Regions from separate parts of the Mus musculus genome. Here regions 2 and 3 are each linked to region 1. The links are chromatin contacts, called in public Hi-C and HiChIP or PLAC-seq maps. All regions are on one chromosome and are shown on one strand. The core of a region is the stretch at or near the end of the contact, and the rest is flanking DNA. Distances in the headings are between cores, read along the strand shown. Region 1 has its middle 27 kb from the start of Gm42210. Region 2 overlaps Gm20755 (predicted gene, 20755). Region 3 has its middle 24 kb from the start of Gm20755.

What was found. HiChIP or PLAC-seq counts read pairs in DNA pulled down with a chosen protein or histone mark. Hi-C and Micro-C count contacts between places; a contact is called where the count stands out from the background.
Region 2: a contact with region 1 is called in a Hi-C map of uterus, with 2.1 times the contacts expected there. The contact joins two enhancer-like sites. A contact is called at or near these places in 3 of 39 promoter capture datasets (the C10 cell line, cranial neural crest and embryonic stem cells), 5 of 484 Hi-C or Micro-C datasets (the AML12 cell line, CD4 T cells, muscle stem cells and 2 more) and 1 of 115 datasets of contacts at active chromatin or transcription factors (large pre-B cells).
Region 3: a contact with region 1 is called in a CTCF HiChIP or PLAC-seq map of the NIH/3T3 cell line, with 10 read pairs. The contact joins two enhancer-like sites. A contact is called at or near these places in 1 of 39 promoter capture datasets (the C10 cell line), 1 of 15 datasets of contacts at CTCF or cohesin (the NIH/3T3 cell line), 4 of 484 Hi-C or Micro-C datasets (nephron progenitors, neural progenitor cells, stem cell-derived neural progenitor cells and 1 more) and 2 of 115 datasets of contacts at active chromatin or transcription factors (cardiomyocytes and heart atrium).

Annotation. Positions count from the first base shown.
Region 1 is chr3:37,777,799-37,782,254 of GRCm38.p6, forward strand. No RefSeq gene overlaps it. Among named protein-coding and RNA genes, the nearest start is that of Gm42210, 27 kb to the left of the region's middle. Within about 2 kb of position 2,478, at least 41 of the 459 cell types and tissues checked have an H3K27ac peak or open chromatin away from gene starts, as enhancers often do. A contact at or near this core is called in the NIH/3T3 cell line, muscle stem cells, neural progenitor cells and 1 more, where this site is marked.
Region 2 is chr3:37,905,585-37,910,040 of GRCm38.p6, forward strand. The region is part of intron 1 of Gm20755 (predicted gene, 20755); the gene reads left to right. Among named protein-coding and RNA genes, the nearest start is that of Gm20755, 9.0 kb to the left of the region's middle. Within about 2 kb of position 2,162, at least 110 of the 459 cell types and tissues checked have an H3K27ac peak or open chromatin away from gene starts, as enhancers often do. A contact at or near this core is called in muscle stem cells and uterus, where this site is marked.
Region 3 is chr3:37,872,588-37,877,043 of GRCm38.p6, forward strand. No RefSeq gene overlaps it. Among named protein-coding and RNA genes, the nearest start is that of Gm20755, 24 kb to the right of the region's middle. Within about 2 kb of position 2,519, at least 143 of the 459 cell types and tissues checked have an H3K27ac peak or open chromatin away from gene starts, as enhancers often do. A contact at or near this core is called in the NIH/3T3 cell line and neural progenitor cells, where this site is marked.

The DNA of each region.
Region 1 (4,456 bases), core at 1,228-3,727:
GGGTGCGTGGCATGAATGAGTGCATGCTAGACTAGGGATACCCACATGTATACATTCACACATAAATGCACCCCAACTCATGCTCGCACATGGCGTGAATAAGTGTTCTCTAGCACCACAGTAAATGAGAAGTCACAAATCAAGAGTGTGGTGTTGACTAAAGAAGGGACAATGAGAATGTCATCTGACACTACAATGAGGTGGCTTCACTGAGGACCTTGGGAGCTATCACAGAGGGAAGTGAGTGTGTGATCACAGCAAGCACAGCTGCCCAACGCCATGTCAAACAGGGCCAAGGAACCTTTCTCATCTCTGTAAGCAAAGATTTGACAACTGACCGCAAGACTTCAGTATTCTGGATACGTCAGAAATGTGACGGGTCCACAATCCTCCACAGGCTTGTCCAGGAGGATGCGTTCTGCTTATTATCAGGTAAAGCGATGTACGTCCCCCAAATTCAACTCCAGACACCAGAACACCAGGTTGGCAATAAAAACCCTTACTTCTCAGCAAGGCTGGCTTAATGTCCTTATGAAAATAATGGGTTTGGATTGCCATCTTGCTTCTGAAAAGCTGCCGTGATGGGCATGGTCAGATGACAGACACCTGAGCTCAGCTGGTGTCAAGGTCTACAGCAGGACCCTAAGGGCATGAATACGATGTGTCCTCCATGAACAGAGGGCTATCGGTAGTAGACTGAGTGGAAATTTGGCTCACAATAAGTGATACTGTAATTTAAGTGATGGGAAACTAATGTTCTCTTTCTTTCCACTGGCCTTGGCCTTCATGAGGTGAATGAATCACGAGGTGATTTATTTGATTCTTGCTTGTGAGTGACCTCGTAGACAATGGAACCCTTACCTGAGCTAGCATGGCACATAGCCTAAAGGCGAAGACCCAGTATAAATTCTTTTCCTCTCCCTCTCATGTTCTCCTGTCTCAGACCCCAAGCCCAGGAACCCAAACTCCGACGATCTCTCTTCTGTCCAGCTACAGGCTGTAGCATCTTTATTCACCAATCAGGGAGATCTTATATCTTGAGGGGCAAGGTTACACATAGCAGTTGTACTAAGGATCTCCTCCCTGGGGCATCCAGGGCCACTCTTCAGCATTACAGTACATAACAACAGACCAAACCTCAACAGCAAGACACGAATCTGTTTCTCCTAAACTCTTCCACTTATGTATTTTAGGATGTGTGAAAATACCAGAATAAGGCTACTCAGAAACAATACATTCGCAAATTAAATGTTATGTAACGATAAGTTTAACACAATATCAAGAAAATGAGTGGGGCATGAAGAAGGCACTGACTTCATCCATGGCTAGTCCAAGATAGACTCTTGAGTTGAAAATGTTGGGATGGTGGAAACTTCCGGAGCTGTAGCTTCATTGGAGGAAGTAGGCACCTGGGGGTGTTAACCTGTCTGTTTCTCATCTTCCTGCACTTCTGAGCCTCTTTGCTCCACCAGGTCTTCTCTGCTCTAAGGTTCTTTCTCTCCACAAGGTACAGGAAGGAAGGATCATGTCACGGGCTGAGCTATGAGCTCAAATTAAATTGCCTTTCTCAAGTATTTTGCCACTAATTTTTAAAAAGTACCCAACCACGCCCACTTCTCCTTGTTCACTGCAAAAGTGGCATCAGTTCTGAGGGATTCTTTATTTATTCACAGGGTTAGCTTTGCCAGTTTATCTTGGGATTTTTATTTAAAATGTGGCTAATATTCAACTTTAAAAAAAGAATTATTTTGTAATTTTGCTGCCCCAACCCCAGCTGAGAACTGAACCCAGAGGTAGTGCTGTACCACTGTTGGAGAGCTCCAGCATAAAGGAAAATTTATTTTGTTTTGACGTGTGTGTGTGTGTGTGTGTGTGTTGTACAAGTGTTTGGGTACCTGTGGAGGGTAGAAGAAGTCCTTCAGATTCCCTGGAGCTGGAGCACAGGAGGTTGTGAGCCACTCTATAAATGGGTGCTGGGAACTTAATCTATGTCCACCCAGAGAGCAGTGAGAGCTCTTAAGTGCTGAGCCATCTCTCCAGTTCCTGAAGTTCGACCTATATACCCAGGGGCAGGGATTTTTGTTGGTGTTGTCCTGTTCTAAAATGAGAAGAATGCTCACTTGTTCTAGCTTTGTATTTCGTGGGGTAAATTGATTTAGTCTTCTCAGTTGCTGGATGTTTGCTTTGCTTCACCGTACATTCCATCTTGTCACTTTTGCTTCTGTGAGCAGAGTCTCCTGAAGGTCCCTCATGGATGCCAGTGTAAGTAAGGACCAGCCTTCAACAGCATCAGGTATCGCAGAAATGCCCTGTCCTTCTATTTAATACTTCCCTGCAATTTGAATAATCTTTTCTTTCATTTGTTCTTTCCTCTTTATGTGTAGAGTTGGCTCTGCCAGCAAGGCCTTTCTGCACACAGGGTAAGTTTCTATTGTTCTGGACGTGCAGGGAGGATCCTCTGAGGCAGCTTTGTGCAAGGCTTCCTGACTCACTCCTTCGAGCTCAGTAATCCATCTTTTCCCTCTATGATTCATTCTGAGCTTAGCGGTTAATCTTCTAGTTCTAGTTTTATGTCTGTTCCTCCCCCTCGCCTGGGTCTGAGACATCCTTTCCCTCAACCATTCAAATGTCCCAGCTATTCATTTTCTCCGTCGGTTTCCCCGTTGGTTCCGAGAGCTTTAGTTGTCAACTCTTGTTTCCTTGTTAGCAACCATTTTTATTCTTACTGGCTTAGTCAGGCTGTTGGCCTTGGCTTTCTTTACAAGTGTTCTTTTGTAGAATCTTTGCCTCCTAGGGAGCCCACTGTCACATAGCACAATTAAGTGACAATGTATGAGGTGCTGCGTCTTTATGAGCAGTTAATGAATGACTGCGTGGACGATTTATGAGCAAGAGATGAAATCGGAGAAAACCAAATGCTAACGTTCTGTAATTGATAATAGTAATAGAAATAGTAATAGAAATAGTGATAGCAATAGTAATAGTTTAGTGTAGCAGTAGTGATACTGTTCAAGGTATTGTTTGACAGTCACTTGAAGCACAGTGCATGGACATGGGCATGGCGGCAGCTGTGTGCTGTCCAGCACAGTTCCATCTGTGCCTGGCATTTCCCTTCCTGATGTCTTCTGAAAGCCTCCGATAACCTTGTTCAGCCTGCTGCCATCTAGCCCTGCTCTGATTCTTCTTTTGTCTCCTTCACAGTCTCCACAGGAGTGAGGTCAAAGTCTGGCTCCTTGTATATGAAATCAAAAAGCAAGCTACAGCAAGGAGCATAGGGGATGTCTGTCCCAGGAACCTTGGGATTGCGGGGAGATTTCAGTTTTGGAATTCCCACCCATCTGACTCTTGGTGATTAGATGTAATGTCCTTATGTGGACAGAAAGGAAAAATTAGAGCTGATGTGAAAAGGAATTACTCCACAAGCAAATACAGAAGCCCACAGCAACTTCCCCAGTCTATGATAGATTCGGGCCACAGGACAACACAAGTCACAGAGTGTTCTGGTGATGTTGGCTGCAAGCAGTGGGTTTTATAGCCAGAAATGGAGTCATCTGAATTCCTCTTCTTTGTATCTTATGTTCAAGGTTTGTTTTTCATTTCCTTAGAGCTCAGAAATAGGTATGTAGAAAGTTATACTTTTAAAAAAAATGTACAGTTAAATTGGTTCTCTGTATACAGAACTCTGGAATATATTTTTCTCTTCAAGAACTTATCTCCACTCCTCCCTGGTTAAATGTAAAGAGACTTAAGCATCCACAGTAGATTAGCAAAAGAGTTTTATGATTATGAGTCCATTGCTCCCACAGGCTATATCAGATCAGTCATGGTGAATAAAACTGACTAGGGAATGGGATGATATACAGCTCTTCTAGAGTGTTCTAGATTGCCCCTTCCCTCCAGAACCCAGGGTTTAGCACTTAATAGACAAGTACTTTACATTAAATGTGTGTGTGTGTGTGTGTGTGTGTGTGAGAGAGAGAGAGAGAGAGAGAGAGAGAGAGAGAGAGAGAGAGAGAGAGAGAGAGAGAGAGAGGATGAGTGTGGGTGAAGCCTGCAACTTCACTACCTAGATCAGACCAGCTGGCCAACAGGCTTTCAGAGGCTTGCCAGTCTCTGACTATATCTTGCCATGGTTGAGATTTCAGGCACGACATCTTCGTGTAAAAGTATCTCCTGTTGCTAAATTTATCACTTGTTTCCTTTAAACACTTTTTATGATCAACACCTGGCTTCAATGGTCCACAGTAGTTATTTCTTAGATTTCCGGATTAAATGATGTACACACTGAAAAAGAGACACTTATAATGACAAGTACTCTACACTAGACAACATGTCACCAGAAATTATGGGGACACCAATCCTTGTGGATATTCAGCAACATGAAGCATATTCAAATTCTTTGTCAACTTAATGGGACAAAAAAAGGTTTATGTATTTTTTTTAGAATATTCTCTCT
Region 2 (4,456 bases), core at 912-3,411, 130 kb after region 1:
ATGGATGAATGGAGTTATGGTAGCACAAAGTGAATGGCTGCAATGCCTTTGTGAATTGTAAGTGTAGACATGTTTTTCAGATGCTAAATTTTATCTGATGTATATTTATCACAATGAGAAAAATTGTTAGGACTGGGGAGAAAGCTTAGTCTCTAACAAACATGGTTGGGCATGGCAGCACACATTTATGATCTCAGTGTCAGAAGTCAGAGACAAACTCCTTGGGGCTGACTACACAGCCAACATGGCATACATGGTGAGAGACAATGTCTTACAAAATGTGGGAGATGGCACCTGAGGAGCATCTAAGGTTGACCTCTGGCCTCTTATGTACAGGCACACATGTGAATAAACACACACACCACAGCATGTATGAAATCACATTAGATTGTATCTCTAATGTGAAATAAGTTACACAGGTTCCCTTCCATGAGTAGAACACTGAGCGGTTCATCTTACCTGTAGAATTTCTTACTAATATTATTCTGACTTTGGAAGCTTGGGAAATCAGAGCAGCCAGAAGCCTTTACTGTAGTTATGTAAGAAAACGAGAGGAGAGTGATTCCAGTCCAGTTCTGAGCCTTCTCTGTCCTCCTGGCTCCTGCCATGTGTGGGTGACTTCCTCCCTCATGTGTGTACCCACCATATTTGCATCACAGTAGGGAGTACACATTATTCTTTATTCTAGGATTATTGTATTCCAATAAATTCAAATGAATCTGACCACGTAGTGAACATGGCAGAACAGTCCACAAAACCTGCTTGTTGCTCGTGGCATGGAGCAATTCCTAGTGTCAAGTGCATCTGAAAGAGTCTCCCCAACACACCCAATCGGGGATGGGAGTCAGGCTGACAGCTTCAGCCCTGGGCTCTGTGCTCACACCCTGGCATTTTGGTGCAAAATGAATCCAATGCCTGAGAAAACCTTAAGACCCAGGTCATCTTTATTTTCCCTCCAGAGAGTGAGTTATTTGGAAGCCCCAGTACAAGGGAATGCCAGGGCCAAAAAATGGGAATGGGTGGGTAGGGAAGTAGGGGGGAGGGTATGGGGGACTTTTGGGATAGCATTCTAAATGTAATTGAGGAAAATACGTAATAATAAAAAATATTTAAAAAATAAAAAATGAAAACGTTTTGTAGAACTTCATATTTTTTTCTTCTCCGTATGAGGTTTAATATGCGCTCATTGCTTAAGAAGAATAGTCTACCTGATTGGGTCCCGTGGCGAGCAGAGCTGTCCCAGCCTTGCTGGAACTTGTGTTTCCTAAGTCCTGGCAGAGAGCAGGCTGAGTAGATGCTTCCTGCCCAGAAGCATAGGTACACGAGTGTGGGCCCAGGGGGCCTCTGATTAGGGTGCTGAGGAAGCAAGCAGACACCTCCAGCTGCCATCAATCAGCTCAGAGCCTGGCTGGAGCCGTAGTGGGTGGATTCTGCTCTGTGTGGTGGAAACACAAGGAGACAGAGACAAATGTTCTCTGGCCCTGCCGTTCTCCATGCTGCCCTTTCACAGTCCTTAACATGCATGCTCAAATTGATTTAGCCCCTTTCCCCTCAACTCAACCGTCTACTTTCCTTGCAGACTGACAGTTTTATGTGTGGCTGCCCTGCCAGTAGCTATAGTGTTTCAGAAACATTGACTTCCAGACTTAAAGGATGAGTGAGGAGGGGTGGGGGTGGAGAGGAAGGGAGGTGAGCTTGACTCATTTTAATTCCTTTTTTTTTATGGGGTGCAAAACATGCCCATCTCGGCACCAACTTTGTCTCTCCCTCTTGTTTTTCTTCTTTATTTCTTTTCTGTGTCAATGATTTCCATGAAAAGGTTTGAATAAAGCCTCACACTTGAAAAGCACATCTGCCAGGTGATGTCAACGCCTGGCCTGCTCCGTTTCCTGTTGGGTGGTGAACATGCCATTCTCTCATGGCCCTGGAATGCTGATTTGGTCCAGGGGCGAAGGCCAAACACAGGTAGGGTCAAGCTGGAGGAGCAGGGTGTGGAGGGTGCTTTCTGTCTTCAGTTCAGCTTTTGAGCGAGGGGGGCTGGGAAGAGTCTAGAAGCAGTTTATTGTCTGTTCTGCAATGTAAACTCAGAGGAGGAGGAGAGGGCGGGAAGTAAAAACTGGACTGTCAACAGTCCCTTGTCAGCTGCCTGCACAGCGTGCAGACATGCCAAACGTTGGGTGGACTTTGCCCGGGACAAGCCAGGACCCAGGTTTGACCCTTACCCTGACATTATTTGGAACTGGATGAAAGCACCTTCTCGGAATGTGTGAGAATATTTCTGGCATCGAAGGTCGAAGACTGAGCCTCGGAGTTAAAATAAATATTCAGGGCAAGGAAGGAAACAGAGGTTAAGGGTTTGATCAGATAGGAACTCGGAGCTCACGCAGTTCATCTCCCTCCTTGTACTCTCTCTGGTTTCATGTGTTCATCTACACAGCAGCCAACACACAGCTTGTCCTTCCTGCTCCTGTGGGGAAGGGTTGAAGGGAGGCCATTGATTTATGAAGACAAATAAAGATAAAACAAACAAAATAAAATAAAGTAGGTTGACGCATGAACCTTGGCCTGTGTATTTTCAGTTATTCCCTGAGATGGGTATTTAGTTCATTGTGGTGTCTTACTCTATAAAGTAGTTGGAAAGATAATGCAGGAAGAGACAAGAGTATTTTCATCTTTTTGTAAGAAATAGAATCTGGGGGAAAGACCATGAGGCAGACATATACTTTTCTACGCACACAAAAACATAAAGAGAGAAAGTTTTCATTGATCTTGCATGGTTAATGTAATGGTTCAGGGCTTTAGTTACCAGCCAGGTACCCTTATTACTGAGTGCTTTCTGTGTTTCCAGAAGCTACCGAGTATCGTTCTGCTACGCACTAATGTGACATTTGGGGTCATCCTCACGTTATCAGGACTCACAGGGCCGTCCTTGTCTCCCTGAAGTTCTCAGGGTCTTCATGGTTGACTGTTTCTAATCAGACAGTGCTCTGAAATACCCAGTTCCTTTGGAGCCAGGCATGGAATGCCCCTGGGGAAGTGAAGCATGCAGTTCCTGAAGCCAGACATTCAGTCTCCACTGAGGACCATGGATGGGTGGGAAAGCCTCCCTCCTGGCCTCTGGCTTCTTCATCTTGGGACGGAAGGTGTACACCGTGGCTTGCTGGCTGCTGACGGTGTGGGCAGAGGCTGTGTGGCAAGGTCAAGGGAGGCTCAGGGAGTTTCTGTGTCACTTTCTGCAGCCATGCAGCTTTCTTTAACAAGATCCCATGAAAAATACCATCTGAAAACACAAGCCTTGCTCAGTATAAAGATCTAAGAGGTGAAAATACAACTGAAGGGCAACCTTCCCTCTGACCATGAACTTTAGAAGTGACCTTGAATCTCTGTTTAAAGCCCATGAGAACAAATATACGTATACAACTGAGTCACTGAAAGGCTACTTTTACTTTCAAGGACATACTACGGAAGGTGTCTGTACTCTAGGAAATGGGAGATTTACAAAAGCATTCGTTCAGAATGCAAACTTGGGATCTATAATAGTCTTCCCTTACCTTGGCTCCACTTCCTGAAGTTTTGATGGTAGTTGGCTATGGTCTGAAAATGTGGCAGGGGGAAATCCATCATTTGTGGGTTACATGCCATTCAAAGTAGTATGATGAGGTTTGTGATAGGATATAAATTATCCCTTCATCTAGCACATCTACCAGGTTCACCCCTCCCACACATCATCCACTTCTCAGTTATTCTGGAGATCATATCCAGAACCATGTTTTCTCAGAACTTGTGTCTGAGTGTCATTAGGGGCATTGTGGGTAACTTTAAGATAGCACATCCTTACAACTGCTTGATCTTATTGTTGCAACTGTTTTGGTTGCCATAATAAAATGTCTGCATTGAAAGCAATGCAGAAAAGGGTTTGTTTCACCTACTAAGTCATAGTCCATCTTGAGAAAAGTTAAAGCAGAAATTGAAGCAGAAGCAGAGGTAGGAACCATGAAGGAATGCTGTGTGCTAGCTGGCCTCATTTTGTACTAACAGGCTTATGCTCAGCTAGGTCTCTTACGTATCACAAGCCCTCCTGCCTGGGGAATGGTACCGCCCACAGTGAGCAGGGCCTTCCTTTTTCAATGAAAAATCAAGGCAGTCACCTACAGTCATGTCTATAGGCCAATCTGATCTAGGCAGTGCCTCAGTTGAGGTTTCTTCTATCAGTGACTCTAAGCTCTGTCAAGTCAACAGTTAAAGCTAACGAGGACAGCTGATGTCACTAATATCATATTATGACTAACTTATAAATTAAATGCAATCAGAGGGATGTAGAGGAAGGATGGAGTATGTGTGAGGGTTCAGTGTCACTAACAGACCCAATTTTAGCCATCGCCTGGGAGTCTAGAGGCATTTTCCCCTAGGATCACAGAGAACTAGTGTGTGTTGTGAAACAACAGGCCTGCCTCCT
Region 3 (4,456 bases), core at 1,269-3,768, 95 kb after region 1:
TCTGAAAGGGAGAATTTCAGAGGGATTCTGAATTTGCCTCTTTTTCATTTCTCCCTGGTTTTTTTATATGCTGTATTAATCTGATTGCTATAGAAAATGCATTGGAACTTCAAAAATTGTTCTTTTCATTGCTAATATCAGTTTTGTTTATAATTACAAACAAAAAGCTACTTGAACAATGCATTCTGTAGCCTCCATGGGGGAGGGAATAAAACAGCTTTCTTTACTTATTTTAGTTGGGACCAAGAGTAGAGTGGGGGCTTCTAAGGGTGATGCCCATCTGTCTGTCTGTCCATCAATCGATCGATTGTTCCATCCATCCATCCATTGTCTGAAGAAGTAATTTTTGATACTTGGCTCTAAAAGCTATGTTCTAAATGGTAGAGTTCAAATAGGGAATAAAGACCAACACATAAAACCTGTACACTTTTGCAGGAGAAAGGCATCAATAAATAATTATGTAGTTAAAAATAAAAGTAAGTGTATTAAATGAATCTTTGCACAACTAGACATTAGCCTCTAGAGAAAAGAACAACCATTTTAGCCAGACATGTGACCCTTCACCCCTTAGTCTTATTGAGTTGTCAGGAGGGGACAGTCTTCCTGTCATTAGTCTTAGTAATTCCTCCTGCCACTTTTGGCTTTTTCTCAGTGCCAATCATTCATGGGTTCATCTCTACCTTTTACATCCTGCTTAAAGCTTTTAAGGCGCAGTATTTTGCAGGCAAACTTTGCCGGGTGACAGAGAAAAGGGAGTCTGTACTGTGACCTTTTCTTATGAAGCAATGAGTCTGGGAAAAGGTGGTCCCAAGGTTGACTCATTGCTAAATGATGCCAAGGGGAAAATTATCTAGGATTCCTTGAGCAATCCCACGACAGAGTGGTGGCCGAGGAGAGGAGAGTCAAGGAGGATTTCTGTTTGTGTGAATTTTGTGTGAAGAATTCTCTTACCTGGAGGCCAATAATGTTATAGGTTTATGGATCCCAAATCTGATACAGTTTTGGAATGCACTTTAAGAAAAATGATCTAAAGCACAGAATCTGGGCTAGAGATGGCAGTCAAGGTCATTGAGAGGATGAGGTCCGCTTCTTAGGATGACAGTAAGCAGGTTGCATTTCTTCCTTTGCATCTGTGACCTCCCTGAATCACAGGAAGGCAGGTCACTTGAGCTGCAAAGAGGTAGGAAAGCAAGTGTCTGCTGTCTGTGGTGCTGGGGAAGGGGAGAAGGATTTGTATTGGATGAGAACCACTTTGTCCCTACTGATGTCTGTGGGTGGATGCCTAATATCCCACAGTGGGACAGAAGTCCGCTGTCAAGCATGTTTGACTTGGTGGGATGCAGTGAGTTAATGCGTTCTCCCACTCATGTTCCTCTAGGATCACAGTATAATACTGGTCATCATGTGAGGGAAATGCTCATGAGCAGAGCACCTGTGGCCTCCCAGAGAGCCTCGTCAGGGACGCTGCTTCCAGTTCTGTGGGTTGTGGAGACACAGCAATTCTTTCTGTGCTTCTATACTCCCAGGCATCTCCTTTAGCTCATGAGGGGCCCCATGTCATCTGTACAATTCTCTGTAGGAAATTCTTTCTCCTTTCGAATGGTTTCTCCTGTCATATATGTGTGTGTGTGTGTTTAATTCATTTTAATATATCAGCAACACGATATTAATTGCACCAACAATTCTTTAGTTTTAAGGCCCCATCTAGGAAAGTTATCATGGCTAAAGTACAGAATATTTAGCCAGTATATTGGGGCAAGTGTGTAGGTGGGTGGTAGAGAATTTGTCTAAGATGTATGAGGGCCTGGTTCTCTCTCTCTCTCTCTCTCTCTCTCTCTCTTACACACACACACACACACACACACACACACACACACACACACACTCATACACACAGTATCTTGTCAACACTGACACAAAGCCAACTCTGTACTTGGGGTTAGCTAGCAAAACTTGATTGTGCCCAAAGGCAGCAATTTCAACACAGGCAACAGTGACAAGTGTCCTATGCTATTTCCTCACTTACAAGTCTTGTCACGGCATATTTGAATCTCCAGGTACTATTGAAGCCAAAATGTCTAGAGTCCAGTTTCTGAGGCTGGAGTCAGCTCTGTAGTGTGTCAGTCACCTGGCTTTGTAGGAGCAGTCTTGGAGTGATGTCCCAACTGTCGGCTCCTTCCCTGATTATTCTTGCTGTAAGGTAAATGGTGAAGGACCTCAGAGTCGAGGGCTCAAACCCTTAGAGTCATAGTTGGACCGTTTAACAGGAAGCTGACTGGAGAAGACAAGAGCTTCCCCAAGCCCTCTGAGCACCTGGCTATGCTCCTGAAGAGGACTTCCAAACAAGAGTGTGCCTTAGGCGGCTTCCCAGCTTCCAGCTGGATCCTGGAAAAGGCTCTTCCTCAATTTCCTGTTCTTCAGCATCATGGAAAGTGGTTTATTGCTCACCCCAACCCTGCTGCTGCTTTTCACATGGAAGGAGAATGTGTTACCCACAATTCTTTGCCATGAAGAGCACAGGAAACCGTTGGAGATGAGACTGCGATCCAGCTCCAGAGTGTAAGGAATGAGTGATCTCTCTCTCTCTCTTATATTCACACATGCGCACGCATGCACGCACACACACACACACACACACACACACACTGATGAGGGTGGGGAGAGAAAGAGGGAGTAAAGGAGGGAAGGAGGAAGAGAGAGAGAGAGAGAGAGAGAGAGAGAGAGAGAGAGAGAGGGAGAGAGAGAGAAAGAGAGAGAGAGAGAGAGAAACAAGAGTCAGGCTTGAGTCCTGCAGTTATTTCTGGCTTTGAATTGTGTCCAAGTCTCATACATTCACAGACGGCCTCGCCAAGGCCCACAGCTGTCCTGCATTTTCAACAGATCCCACAGGGCCTCGATCAGGCTGAGAGACATTCCTTTGCTCTGACACAGGGCCTAGAAGGAAGGGCTGTAACCTCTGAGGCTGTGGAGGTGGGAGCCTGCCACCCTGACCTTCCCAAAGTGCCCAGACATACAGGTGCAAGAGTGTGCTGGATGGCACAGCCCAGAGTGTGGCAGGACCTGTGGGTGATTGTCCTCAGAGCCCACAAATCCAGTGTGCTCTACTTTCTGTGGCCGTGGTGGAGAGACACATGCTCCTGTTGCTGTTTGGGATGCTTGTCACAGGAAAGGCATGCTCCTCTGGAGATCTTCCCAGCTGTCAGTAATGTGCTGATATACCAAGGCCAGTCCTGAGCAGGCTAGCCAGATAAACAGGATGTCCACAGTGTGTGAGAACACATGAGTGGAGCGACCCTCTCTGCCCATCTGTCAGCCCCATAAGGGACTGTCGTGCCTTGCTCCATCTGCCTGTCTAGGGCAGGAAAACAGGCAGCATGGAACATATGTGAGAAAAGCCCTCTCCCTGGCTACAGGGGCCATTGGTGAGACTGGGAAATCTGACCTAAATGGGAAGGAACATGGCTTTCTTGTTAGTTGCTTACTTGTCGGGAAGTACTTTAAAGACATCCCAACACACAGGGGAAGACATAATTAGATCATCAGTGGCTGTTGTGGGAGACAAGGGGGCTGGTCTTCAGGAACAGCTCTGCATGCCAGTGGAATCAGCTTCATGTTTTCTTCTTGTCAGACACACACTGGTTATTTATGTGAATATACAGAGACAAGTGACGCCTGTGTCATTGTCCTTCTTGTTTTGGAGACACTGTGTCTGTTGACGATCAGTGTGTAAACACGCTCTCAAGGCGGCAGGAGGAGGCACAGAGGCCCCTCCAATAGTCTGTGCAGACTGGGCCCTTGGAGGAAGAGCAGCAGACATCCTGGTGTGGGCTCTTCTGTGGTTGAGGGTGTCGAAGGTGAACCCCACAGTAAGAATGTGCTGATAGGACATTAGAGTTGAAAGTGAACCCAGTTTCTCTTCTGACCTGAACTGATGGATATGGGAACGATTGCTGTGATTGCACAAGATCTCCCAGGAGTGTGGCCAGAAAGTCAGATATGTGATTCTAATTCTCGGGGGCCCTGTGATGCTCTCTGTGGCGTGGTACATGTTCTCTACTTCCGGTACATCAGACGCAGCTTCGTTTACGTGGATTCAGTGTTGTTACTTACTGCTTTGATTTGAATAGCAACTGTTTTAATTCTCTGTGTTTTAAACTACAGTAGAAAGAACAAGAAGAAAACTCCTTCCACTTTGTCTTTTATTAGCTCAAAATTTAAAATTTGAAAGAGTTTAATGGGGGCTGGAGAGATGGCTCAGCGATTAAGGGCACCGACTCCTCTTCCAAGGTCCTGAATTCAATTCCCAGCACCACATGGTGGCTCACAACCATCTGTAACAAGATCTGACACCCTCTTCTGGTGTGTTTGAAGACAGCTACATTGTGCTTAGATATATAATAAATAAATAAATAAATAAAAGAAAGAGTTTAATGATGTAAGTAAGATGAGGCTAATT